Regions from separate parts of the Danio rerio genome. Here all the other regions are linked to region 4. Evidence: chromatin contacts called from public Hi-C and HiChIP or PLAC-seq data. All regions are on one chromosome and are shown on one strand. The core of a region is the stretch at or near the end of the contact, and the rest is flanking DNA. Distances in the headings are between cores, read along the strand shown.

Region 1 (3,381 bases), core at 451-2,950, 230 kb after region 4:
ATATATATATATATATATATATATATATATATATATATATATATATATATATATATATATATATATATATATATATATATTTTTTTTTTTTTTTTTTTTTTTTTTTTTAGGGATGTAAAAATGTTACAAAAAAGCCATCAAAACCCAATTTGAAAAACTTTTATTTTATTACTTTTTTCTTTGTAGGTGAAAAGTAGAGGCACATAGATGAACTTAAAACTGAATAAAAGCTATTGGATTAAGAATTGGACTGTATAATTCAAAGGCAACTAATAAAATGTTTTAACGATTTAATGTTTGACTGAACTAATTATTTAAAATTTATCTTAATTTATTTTTATTAATTATATTTAATCTATATTTATTAATTGTTAAACTTGACCTTCATTAAAATGATTTGGCTGTTTTTTTAATTAATTAATTATTATTATTATTATTAGTAGTAGTAGGAGTAGTAGTAGTAGTAGTAGTAGTAGTAGTAGTAGTAGTAGTAGTAGTAGTAGTATTGTCTGTATTAGTTTTGAAATTTTTAATCAGGTAATTTTTATTTTGAAGTAAGTACCAGCTAAATCCAAAATTAAACACATTCTAGATCTTTTAGAAAGTGTAAAGATTAGAAAAAAATAGCATTTTCACAACTGATGAAAAAATTATAAAGTGCACCAACTGTTCAATTTGATTTTTGCTCAACACATTTTTTAAAGGCTTGTTTTTTGAGCTTTTTTTTTTTTGTTTTTGAGGTTTGTGTTGTGTTAGTTTTGTTTTTGTTTATTTTACTTTTTAGGCATTTCCATCATTATTTATTTATTTATTTATTTATTTTTAATCTTTCTTTATTTTCTTTTAAACTTGACCTCACATGACCACACAAAAATGTATAAATATTTTTTGTTTTTCTTTTTTAGTTAGATAAAGAATGAGGTAACATATACTGTATATATATTTATTTAGACCAAAAGAAACTGAAAACAAAAGTACCAGCAAAATCCAAAATCAAACACCTTCTAGATGTTTTAAAGATTAGAAAAACAAAAACATTCCATTTTCACAATTGATAAAAAAATTAATAATACACCAACTGTTTAATTTATTTTTCGATCTACGCATTATTTAAAATTATTGTTTTTTGTCTTAGTTTTTTGTTGTTTTTGAGGTTTGTGTTGTGTTGTATTGTTTTGTTTCCTATAATTTATTTAACTTTTCTCTAATTTTTAGGCATTTCCATCAGCTTTATTCTTATTCATATTTTTTTATCTTGATTTTTTTTATTTTAAACTTGATCTCACTTGACCACACAAATTTATAAATATTTTGTATTTATTTATTTTTTTTTAGTTTAGATTAAGAATGAGGTTTAATATCTAAAACACCTAGATGTTTTAGAAGTATGTAAAGATTAGAAAAAAACAAACAAAAAAATATTCAAATTTCACAACTGATGAAAAAGTAAAAAGGAACCAACTTTTTTAGGCATTGCCATCAGTTATATTTTGTTTATTTTCTTTTTCTTTCAAACTTGCGATACAACTCCCCTAGTACCTACAAGTCCTTTTTTCAATGTACGAGCTGCAGCTTTCTGCGGCACAATGGCAGAGGAAAGCTCGTGTAAATGATAGGGGCTTTATATTATCAGAGAGCTGTGTAAAGCTCTTCCTCATTCAGCCAGACGCAGATGTCCACCGTCTCACATTACAGTGGAATCCAAAGGGAAAGGTCCACAGCCAGAACACATAGATGACGGACAGCACGCCACTCCTGAGAGCCACCATAATAGACCTGACATGCCATTTTCCTGACAGGCTGCCAAGCATCTCTTTTACTTCTCCCAGTTTGCTTAATTAAAAGAACACAGCCATAGACACAAGTGTCAGTCCGAGCAGCAGTCATGAAAAGACAGCTCAATAAAGATTACTGTGTAATGAAGACCATATCAATCTCAGGATCTTTACACACATGATAAATCAGGAAGTTTGGTTTCTTCTGATGTTGTTTTCCAGACAGGCTGCTTGTTATATGGGGTTTTGTGAAAAATTAGTCTTTTTAATTCAGCCCTGTGTCGGTATACAAAACAGTAATTGAGGTGAGTTGTGTGTCTGCATTTATTCATAAAACAGTTGTTTAATTACCTTATTAACTTAATACAGTTGGAGTCAGGATTATTAGCCCCTATCTTATTTTTTATTTATTTATTTTTTTAAATTCCCAAATGATGTTTAACAGTGCAAGGAAATTTTCACAGTATGTCAAATAATTTTTTTTTTCTGGAGAAAGTCTTGTTTGTTTTATTTCGGCTAGAATAAAAGTTAATATTTTAAAAACCATTTTAAGGTCAAAATTATTAGCTCTATTTTTTTGATAGTCTACAGAACAAACCATCGTTACACAGTAACCTAATTTACCTAACCTGCCCAGTTAACCTAAGTAACCTAGTTAAGCCTTTTAATGTCACTTTAAGCTGTATACCATGGAAATGTCTTGAAAATATCTAATCATTCTGACTTCAACTGTATACCTTAACTGTATATTTGTGATGTCTTTTATCTCTGGCATTTTTGACATCGACTAATCTAAACACTTCTGATTGGCTGCAAAGTTCATAACAGAATTGCTTATGGAATTAATTAATAAAATAAATTAAAAGGCTTTAAAAAACATCTAAACACAATAGAACAGTTAGCTTTTTTGCCTTTTTTAGGCATACTGGATATTGGTCTTTGGTATTGGTGTGTTTTTTACAAGTACAATTACATGAGCTCAGTATCGGACCCAATACCAGTATCGGTATCAGTGCATCTCTGTATTTCGTAATAGAAAGATTACTTTCTTACTCCCAGGGCTGTTTCTATTGAAGTTGGTATTTAGCTGCAACATGTTAGTGTTTTGTAACATCTAATTTTTACGAGGTGAAATATTAGCCCAACTCTCAACCCCCAATCTGGAGGACCAGGACATACACACATACACTACAGACAGTTTAGCTTACCTAATTCACCTGTAGAGCATGTCTTTAGGCTTTTAGGGGAAACCGGAGGCTGCTGTGAGGCAACAGTGCTACCCACTTCGCCACTGTGCCAACCTTATAGAAATTACAAAAATAAACTGAAAGGCTTAAAACAAAATCTCAACACAATAGCACTAATGGTTTACTTTTTTGCCACCTTATCTCAAATTTTTGTGGCTTTTTTCTCAATGTGGGACATTTTAGCCAAAGGTTATTTTTGCAATTTATATTAGTTTTCAACTATAAAGGGAAATTTGATTTGCCTTTTTGGTCATTTATATACTCAACAGCTGTTTTTGGGGCCCTGAAAATATTAAAAAAATCTTAAAAACAGCTAAAAAAAAAAAAAAAAAGAAGTGTATCAACCGTTCAGTTTACAG
Region 2 (3,320 bases), core at 395-2,894, 140 kb after region 4:
ATTATTTCCAAACCATTTATTAGGAAAGAATGGACGGAATGTACTTAAAGTAAACACTGTTTATATATCTTCATTTTTAATCACTAATATTTTATACCTCTTTCAGAAAAGATTCTTTTAATTTGTAATAATTTTTATACTTTCATGAAATGCAATTAATAAATCATTCAAATTTTGCCAAATTTGACTCTAAACTTCAAAATCTGCTTATGAGCAATTCCATGCAAATGTCAACCTTACCATGAAAAAAATTAGGTTTCCACTGAAATAGCGGCACTTTATTGTGTAGGCTTGTGTCTTACAGTTCTGTAAAAATACTCAATGTCTCTGGTAAATCGAATATAATTGTTTAAAAATATTGACAAAGTCACACAAGTGGCAATTTGACATCTATCACATCCATAACGAAGAGGTGTCACATTCATAATGAAAGATTTTTTCTCATGAACGCAAAAATGTTAAATAAAAGAAAATCAGTCATGTTTGTGCTGTAGCAGGCCAACTTATATTCTTTAGATTATCAATGTTTCTTTTGGGTTGTGCAGATTTATTCACAGAATGTCTGCAAAGTACTGTAAATTTGCAAGCTTTTTGGTCACATCTATAATGCATGATTATTTCCCTTTTTAAAAAAAAAAATGTTTTTTTTAATATTAAAATTATTTTATTACTACGTTCTGTTTTTTAAGAGTTTGCATTACTTTTTTTATGGTTTGAGACCCTTAAGTAAAGTCCGTGCAAATAAATAATTACATTAAAAATAAGATAAATGAAGCCATAGATAAATACACAATATGTATTACAGCTGTTCTGCATATTTGTACAATGCATTTTTAAGCATTATTTTTAATAGTTAGTTATATTTTACTTTTAAATAAAAAATACAAGTAAACTTCTAAATTGACCTCAAACCTTTTAACGATATCGTTCGTTACCTGGAATACTAAAAATTAATGCATTTTTTATATTATTTTTAAAACGCCTTTAAGTTAATTTATTACTTTTTATTGTTTTTTAGCCTTAAGTACAAATAATTTATTTATTATACATCTTGCTAAAATAAAAATGTAATTGACAATATTTAATTTCCAATACTTAACAATATTAATGTTAAGCACCTTGGGTCTGAGAGTAACGCAATTTCGATTCTCTATATGTCTTGTACATGTGACTGAATTGACAATAAAGCTGACTTTGACTTTTACTTGATATTAAAAAATCAAATATTGAATTCATTGACCCTCAGTACAGTCAATACAATGTTGTACTAATTTCTATTCATTACATTTTTTACTCTGTAGTACTATTTCTTCATAATCACAATATTAGCACTAACAGTTTCTTTGTATAATTATCACTTCTTGTGTGTATTGCCTCTTCTTGTTGAATTGCTGAATGCCTCCTCAATTGTAAGTTCCTTTGGAGAAAATGACATTTAAAATAAATAAATTCTTAAAAATCCAATTGATTGTAAAACATTTTGGCTTTTTTTTTTCTTACAACTTTCTTTGGCAGTCTCAGACCCAACCCTGTTCTCCTTTAAAACTCTTGCGCTGTTGCCTCAACCGGTCCCATCTGCAGCATGTGACAGGGACATTCTGTGCCCGCTCTTTCTCTTTGGCCACTGAGCTGTGGATTACATGGTTTGTTGTAGGCCGAGGATCAGAAGGAGGAAGCTGAATAATGTTACCCGTCTCTTTGAGGGAGGCCCACGGTCGGACGGCTCCAGAATAGCTTTAACAGGATATCTCAGAGGAAACGATGGCTTTTGTCCAGTGCTTTCCAAAAAAGGTTAAGTCAAAAAGAGTTGGGGGTCGCCTTTTAAACAGTCGCTGGAATACAGCTTAAACCCGTGCCCACAGCGTTGCCTATCTAACCTCGTGACACCATCAAACGGCATGCTGGGACGTTCCAGTCTTGAATACGTCCCAGTGCAACATGCCGCCCGGTCCCTGTGGGCATGGCTGAACATTAATACCGTCCTTGAAGCGGAAATTTTTAATGTAACAGAGGGAACAAAATGCATACGGTTAAAATAGATGAATACATTGTATTAGGCTCTTGGCACATATTGCTGGCTTTCTGGCTGATTTGCTGGGTTTTTCGGCAGAGGGTCATTCCACTGTTTGCATTGCTGGTGCTGATTGTGCCGAGAGGATCCTTGAAGTGGAGGAAAGGATTAGCAAAGATTATCAGTCGCAGTGAATAAGCAGAAGTGGAAAAGTATTTGAACTTATGTTAAGGCGAGACACAGCAGTTTAAAATACAGTTTTTTAATGCACCTGCTAGATTGGGTTTTTCATAAAGGCTTTATTCAGTTTAACAGAAAGAGAACATTCAAAATAGTGTCAAGTGTATTTAATGCACTTTAGCAATTTGTGTTTGTAAATTTCAATTACAGTACATATTTTAAAGGCTGTTTTCTCAAAATGAGCTTTCTCAAAATGCACTGCCACTGAGCTATACATATTCACTTCAGAAGCACTTACAAACACCAAACTTGACACTTTTAAGGTCAAATTTATTAGCCCCTTTAAGCTCTATTTTTTCGATAGTCAACAGAACAAACCATCATTATACAATAACTTGCCTAATTACCCTAACCTGCCTTAACCTAATTAACTTAGTTAAGCCTTTAAATGTCACTTTAAGCTGTATAGAAGTGTCTTGAAAAATATCTAGTTAAATATTATTTACTGTCATCATGGCAACGATAAAATAAATCAGTTATTAAATGAATATTATTCATATTTATATATTCATATTAAATGAAAATTATTAAAACTATTGTTTACAAATGTGTTGAAAAAAATCATTTCTCCATTAAACGTAAAAAATAAATGGGGGCTATATATATATATATATATATATATATATATATATATATATATATATATATATATATATAAATTCAACAAAAATTTTTTATTTAATTTCATCCAATGTTCTAATTTTTGTGTTTTGAAATTTATGCAAAATAGCACATTTAATTAAAAAAATGCATACATTTTGTATTTAAACAACTTGTGATACAAAATAAACTGCATTTCTTAATCTTATCCGGCATGTTTTTTTTTATTTCCTATTCATCTGAAGTGCCTTAATATGACTAATCAAATGCTTTCTCATGATCCCCTTATAGTCCAGCACAAACTCCACTAATGCATTCACAGTCCCTCAAATGATCTTTTATTCCACTGCCACCATAAAGACAATATGTTTTGAGGAATAAAGCCGTGTTGAAACAATTGCATGTTTTGCCTCAGGCTCCGCCACAGACTCCAGGGACTGTTTGCTCAACACAATCCGTCCTCTTTTCC
Region 3 (3,563 bases), core at 93-2,592, 160 kb before region 4:
TAGTTTTAGAACTTCAGATTCAGTTGCCTATGGGAGAAATGACTAGGAATAATAAACGGCAGAAAACGATCCAACTACTCGCTCTACAAACAAGTGTTTGCATTACGATACATAAAAAGTAGAATAATAAAATAAGAAAGGATCAGTTTGCAACATCAAGTAGCATAACGAGCTGCTTTTAACCTCTAAAAATTAATGGAAGTGAATGAGACTGGAGGTCTCGAGCCAAAAAGATTCAAATGGCTACACCCACTCATATGCAGAGAATAGGTGAATCGGGTAAGCTAAATTGTCCGTAGTGTATGTGTGTGAATGTGAGAGTGTAAATGTGTTTCCCAGTGATAGGTTGCAGCTGGAAGGGCATCTGCTGCGTAAAACATATGCTGGATAAGTTGGCAGTTCATTCCACTGTGGCAACCCCAGATAATTAATAGGACTAAGCCAAAAAGAAATCGAATTAATGAATTATTTGTAAATTATAAACAGAGAAATAATATAAGCAGCCATGAACTATTAATGTACAACATTGTTCATAGTTAACTTTATAGTGTTATTGCTGTTTGGAAGTCATACTTTAATGTGACATAAGATCAAATATTCAAATTGGTGTGGTAAACTATATAGGGATAAAATGAACGAATTTACAAATACATAACCAACTTTACCTCAATATCTTGATATAATTCAAAAGCTTTATTATAATAATAAATATTATTACTGTTTTATTGATGAAAAAGAGGAAATTACCTGTGTCCCTGGCTGAAGTCAACTTCGCTGCCAGATTAAACATCATCTCGCAAACTTTGACACTTCAAGACAAACATTAAATAGTCAAACGCATCAAATTGTAATGGCAAAATATTGTAAATCTCAGTAGTTCTACATTTACAAGTCATTTTCCCAAATTACCTGTCGATATCAGAGAAACCAGGGATGTAGGCCTCCAGCATTTCAACAAACACCTCTACATCAAAGTTTTCCTCGACACTTTCTTGAGACCCCAAATCTTCCAGCACCCCGGTGATGTAAGACAGAATGACATCATCCAGAGTACTGTTTTAAACAAAACAGACGTTATTTTTCCACACACAAAATAACGGAAAAACCTTTCATTAAACGTACGAAGTGACACGCCCTCACCTCAGATCGGCGTGAGGAATATATGACAAAATGAAGTCGTACAGCGCGTCGTGGATTATTTTTTGGAGATCCATCCTGCCTGCATTTGGATAAAAAAACGAGAAGAGTCAACAACAGGGAGTAACAGTTGGTCAGAGATCCACGTGAGAGGTAAGTACATTGTCAAACCAAACTAACACGACAATTATACCGCAACAGCGTGTTGGAAATGCACAATATGCGATTATATAACATATCAACGTGAAGTTGAACAGTAGTCGAATAACGTTAGAGTTAATGACAGTTTCATATCCTGCAAAAACTTGCATCCAACTACTTTCTCATGCAAAGTCCAAACAATCTAAACACGGTTTGTTGTGCGGCATTTAAACAAACTGTATGCAGATTTCGTGTAGTTTTAAAGTGTTATATGTATTGGAAAGACAGTAAGTAACGTTAGTCTAAACACGGTTTGTTTTGCAGGCGATCTCCACAAACTGTGGAAAAGCAGCCGGCTTTTTAATAACGCGTTTAAAGACGCGGTTTTGTAGATAACATTTTAGAAATACAGTAGATATTTGACATCCGTTCTCTAATAGTCAGATAGACACATGTGATACTGGTAGCACGGTTTGTTTATCTGTGCTCAGTGGGGTAGCCGATGGCTAACTTAGCATAGTCATGTAACATGCGCAAAAGGCCTCTCGATGTGCACCTCACCTCTGGATGAAACCGCACTGATGGAAAACAAGAATTTAAAAAATCCTGATGTACAAATCGACAGCCTGTGTTGGCAAGCTGACAATAAATCGTAAAACGTTTAGCTAATTCATTAGCCCTACGCGCGGTCGCTGAGGTTCAAAACCTACGACGTCACGTCCGCTTTAATGTAAACACACCCTCGTGTCACTGTTTTGATTGCATTCAGAGAGTCGACGAAAGCATTTTATCCTACCTATACACTGTCCTGCTGTAGGATACTGCGTATTAGGCGTTATGTCTATAGTCGAGATCCACACTACCTTGGAGAATACCTTGGGAAATAGTTTGTTTCTACCTGCTGATGCATCACATGAATGTTTTTTGCATTATTTTGTGCTTCTTTAGATAATTGGAAAGTAATAGTGTGATGATTGTTATGCTGACTAATTGCAATATATTTTAATAGAACATTTGTTTTATGCCACATATCATCCACAATCAAAGACCAAAGTTGCTTGAGGCATTTTTTTTTATTGTTACCAATAGCAAGTAAAGACTAAATAAAGTTTAATGCACAGTTTTCATGTTATTGGAGTACACCATATTTTAAAAATAAATATTTTTATCTCTTTCTCAGTGAATATGAGTTATAAATATTGCTGCATTTGAATAAAACAGATTTATTAAGCAGATATATTTATTAAACGAATATTTTAGTCACAGAACATCTTTAGAAATGGAAAGATACATTTAAATTAATGCAAAATATTGCAAAAAATAAAACAAATTACAAACTACAACATTTCAACTAAATTGTATATATTTTTTGTTTCTCTTTATTTTTGCTACTTTTAAAATAATTTTTAAATTTGAACTACTAATTTTTGAACCATAATTATTAGTTATTTTGTTAGATTAGCTCCAGATTTGGTTTCAGTACTGACTAAACTTATGTATTTGCACAAATATGATATTGTAAGGCATGCTATAGAAAATTAGTAATTTAAATGAGAGATTTGTGGGGGTGGGAGAAGGGTTCACTCGTATATGCTAAGCGCTGTATGTACATGTGAAATAAACAATACTTCTAGAACTATTTATTTTCACATCTACTTTAGTAATAGTTAGACATTTAACTATAGCAATAGAACCAAATAACACCATATTAAAATTCATAAATAAAACATCTTATACATGAACAAAATGTGCACTTAAATGTTAGAGATGATTATGATATTTGTAGTATTTTTTAAATCACTGTCTTAACCTCTAATACCCCTTTTGTAATAATGATGATTGTTGTAATATTTTTAAAATATATTACACATTGATTTTTTATTTACATAAATTTATATTGGTGTCAACCTCTATGGTGTCAATTAAACTATAACAATAAAAGTAATTATGAATATGTTTAGCAAAAAATATTTTACATGAAATATGCTTTAAAATTTTATTAGCATTAGATTTGCTACTACGTTTTGTGTTTAATTGTGCATTTGCATTATGATTGTAGTCATATAAGTTATTTGCAGTGTAGATTGTTGCAATGTGTTTATTTCTCTTTTGGATTTGACTGATGGAGCGTTTTCACTTGAGCAGCCGTATCTATTTAACTCTGATAAATGCTTTGTGGTGTAATGGCATTGTTGTGTCCTAATTCCTAGCAAAGGATGTTATTTATTTGTAGATTAAATATTAAGCAGAATAGTCAAATAATTAAAGAGTTAAAAATGTCAGTT
Region 4 (3,288 bases), core at 408-2,907:
AATAATACTGATGATAATAATAATAATAATAATAATAATAATAATAATAATAATAATAATAATAATAATAATAATATGCTGTATTTTTTTTCCATAACCTTCTTTTTTAAGCGCGCTCATGATTGTAAACACTGGTAAAACGTCATGTGCTATTCTAGTCATAAGAGCCGCTGCAGTTAGGTACTATTTTCCTCTACTATTCCATTGCAGCCAAACACATGTCGCATAGATTATGTTTCAACCTGTTTAATTTTCCTTGCACAATTATTGTAAATAATTAAAAAGAGCTTTGATAACTCATATTACAACCATGGAGTAGGCTACTACAAAATAATTAAGAATTAATTATTTAAATTAGACCCAGGCCTTCCGTCATCTTGTTACAATGACGTGCTTTTTAACAAATATCGCATAAATAACTGAATTTAAATTATTATTGCTATTATTATTATGCCTATCAGAAATCCTTTTTCTCTTTCGTTTTTAAATTGTATGCAAGTTTATTTTCATGTACATTTTGCGCTTTACATTTTTAAAGCAGTGCTTTTTAATATAGGTTATTTTAAATATTTTTACATTGCATTTGGAGACATCGGGTCTCAAATGTAATGCTTTTTGCCAATTTCAGATTTTTTATTGTATTATTTTTCAGTAGCTAAATCTATTTTTACCCATGTAGGCAGTAGTCATTTATCCAAACATGATAGTTTAAAAATATGACTTATGTTGTTGCTCATGAAATGCGCGCGAATCACTGATGTTTTACATAAAATTGAGAATTGTAAATTAAATTAAACTAATATTACGCTGTATATAATAATTGACTTTCTCAACTACTTTTTTCATAAACGGCTAAATTGCTGTGAAATGTAACCAGCGGACACGTGTATTTTTAAGCTGAGTACTTTCCGTATTTTACCGTACTATGTAAATAAATTATTAAAACAATCATTAATAAATTTCTTGTAAGACCTTTGAAAAAAATAACGCGCACATGTAAGCCTATGGTTTTACAAAGCCAGCTCAACGTAAAAGCTAAACAATATATATATTTTATTTATGCTAAATTACAGATTTGTTAAGAAGAAAAAAAACTGTTATTTTACTTACGGTGCATCGCCGAGAAGGGGTCTGCTTTGCAGTGAATATCCATGGGATAGCAAAGGAAGGAAAGATAATCGACTGAGGTCGCCGTCTCGCCTTGATTATGTAGCTATAATTGAAATTAATAAAGATCGCTATCCGTTCAAAGCCCGGTGCTTCCAATGCCAGTGTACAGAAGAAGTTGTTCAACGCGCGACGAACTTTATCTCGTGCTGATCAGTCCATTCAACGAAGACACGAGGCTGGTCAGGTGCAGATCATGTCCTGCACTGGTCTCTCAAAAATCTTTCACGCAGGAACGTTAGCGTAATCAGTCGTTGAGTAAAAATTTGTTAGCTACATATTTAAGGGACCGCAAGCATTAGTGGTTGCGTCTGCTCCAGTGTCCTCTGGTGAAACTGCAGTGTAAATTCCTCGATGTGGAGAAGCGTTTCTGGTCTGAACAGTCTGAGGGGTACAGTCAGATTCGTGCGGGAATGACAGGAAAAAACATGGACACGGCGAGTGTCTCTCAGTCCCCCTCTCTTCAAGAATGGGATGTGCCTGTTAGAAGCTTTGGGCTGAGACTGAAACCCCTCTTCTCAGTGTGTCTGTTTCTAAAAGCTGCAGTCCACCGCCCCCCTCCTTCCCAGATCCCCCCTCGCATAGAGATGGATGACATGTCAGACAAAGGCAATAGATTCCAACACTTTGTGATTCGCCAACGCAAAAAGCTGGAGCACCAAATGAGGAGGTCTCTTCATCTGACACTTCGGAAGGGGAGGGATGCAAACAGGGAAATGAGGAGAGATGGGTTAAAAAATCGAGGAAATTAAAAGACAAGTGGAAAGGAAGCGGTACCACCAACGGCCAGCCATCGTGGTATTTCTAAACTGTATGTTGTCAAACTACATAAATGAATCATGTTTGAATCATAAACGTAAAAACTAAATGCATTTTGTGTCGTTAATTAGTAGTAGCCTACAACGTTGTCAAATCGAGGCTTGTTAAATGCAAGAAATTATTTAGTCTTCGTATTATTGTTTGTTTTTATTCTGTGTGTTTTTTTTTTCGTTTATAGGTATTGATGTCGGATGTTTTTATGTTGATTTCCCTCCGAATATGGGTTGTAATTAATTATAACGCGTAAAATAGTTATTATTAAACTGTCAGTCTATTGGCCTTCGTCATTTATTTTTCTGAAAAGGTTATATGCTGTTTTAGGAAATACAAAAATGTTAAAATAGCCTACTACAGAGTGTAATTAAACGCGCGTAGAAATAAACATATAAATATATAGTCTAATCTCAATTTTTGCTTAAGATTTGATTGAGCATTTGACAACTATCTGACAATAGAGACTTTATTGCATTACCGCCGCTTTTGATACTATAAAACAGTGCTACGTAGTTTGCTGACCTGTCGGATGTTATTGTGAAAAGATTGCCTTAAACATTCAGTTTAGGCTGCTGTATTTTAGGTATTTCTGTAGATGGCGCTGCTTAGTTTGCTTTATTTGACTGTAGGAGATTCTTGAAGTTAGTTTGATGGATATCCAGCAAAATACTTGATTGTTGATGACGAGATTAACTTAATGTGTGTTCGAAATGTGCAATTTTTGTTTGCTTTTTCTTACTTTTTCATTTTTTACTAAGCACAGATGTAGGTTTTAAGAAAAAAACATTGAGAACTGAGATCGATGGTTGTTGGTTTTGTCAGTTTGTTTATGCTATGCCTAGTTGATTAGTGACTGAACCTATATTCTTCACTTGACGCTTCGCATTTTCGAACTTTAATCTATCTATCTATCTATCTATCTATCTATCTATCTATCTATCTATCTATCTATCTATCTATCTATCTATCTATCTATCTATCTATCTATCTATCTATCTATCTATCATCTAAGGATATAGCCTATTATAAATCACATTATATTCATATATAATAAATTATCATTTATAAATATTATTTATATGTATAATTTCTTTTTTTAAGTATTTCAAGAAAAATAATCTATAAGTTAAATCAGCTTTTAAATCCTGTTAATCATGTTTGCATTTTGTCACTTCTACAAAATTCTAAAAATTAGTTGTAAAAAAATTAATGTAAAATTAAAATCTTAATTTCCCTCCCTGTAAAATATATTTAAACAGTTAACAGTAATATTTAAACAGTTAATGATGAATTGCAATAGCATGCACT

What was found. A called contact is a pair of places that touch in the nucleus more often than the background predicts. HiChIP or PLAC-seq counts read pairs in DNA pulled down with a chosen protein or histone mark.
Region 1: a contact with region 4 is called in a Hi-C map of an unstated tissue, with 2.0 times the contacts expected there. The contact joins the enhancer-like site here to the promoter of pax2a in region 4. A contact is called at or near these places in 2 of 18 Hi-C or Micro-C datasets (caudal fin and an unstated tissue).
Region 2: a contact with region 4 is called in a Hi-C map of embryo, with 2.6 times the contacts expected there. The contact joins the enhancer-like site here to the promoter of pax2a in region 4. A contact is called at or near these places in 5 of 18 Hi-C or Micro-C datasets (caudal fin, embryo, gastrula embryo and 1 more) and 1 of 4 datasets of contacts at active chromatin or transcription factors (gastrula embryo).
Region 3: a contact with region 4 is called in an H3K4me3 HiChIP or PLAC-seq map of gastrula embryo, with 4 times the contacts expected there. The contact joins the promoter of cuedc2 here to the promoter of pax2a in region 4. A contact is called at or near these places in 1 of 18 Hi-C or Micro-C datasets (an unstated tissue) and 2 of 4 datasets of contacts at active chromatin or transcription factors (embryo and gastrula embryo).

What each region holds. Positions count from the first base shown.
Region 1 is chr13:32,924,185-32,927,565 of GRCz12tu, reverse strand. It overlaps a transcript of cdhr1a not described here. Among named protein-coding and RNA genes, the nearest start is that of chst3a, 18 kb to the right of the region's middle. Within about 2 kb of position 1,700, at least 4 of the 62 cell types and tissues checked have an H3K27ac peak or open chromatin away from gene starts, as enhancers often do.
Region 2 is chr13:33,021,120-33,024,439 of GRCz12tu, reverse strand. It overlaps a transcript of cdhr1a not described here. Among named protein-coding and RNA genes, the nearest start is that of chst3a, 110 kb to the right of the region's middle. Within about 2 kb of position 1,644, at least 3 of the 62 cell types and tissues checked have an H3K27ac peak or open chromatin away from gene starts, as enhancers often do.
Region 3 is chr13:33,316,783-33,320,345 of GRCz12tu, reverse strand. cuedc2 (CUE domain containing 2) reads right to left here and starts at 1,342. Exons shown (of 8, transcript NM_001017994.2): 1 at 1,141-1,342; 2 at 910-1,053; 3 at 748-809. The coding sequence starts at 1,214.
Region 4 is chr13:33,158,982-33,162,269 of GRCz12tu, reverse strand. pax2a (paired box 2a) reads right to left here and starts at 1,657. Exons shown (of 10, transcript NM_131184.2): 1 at 1,111-1,657. The coding sequence starts at 1,153.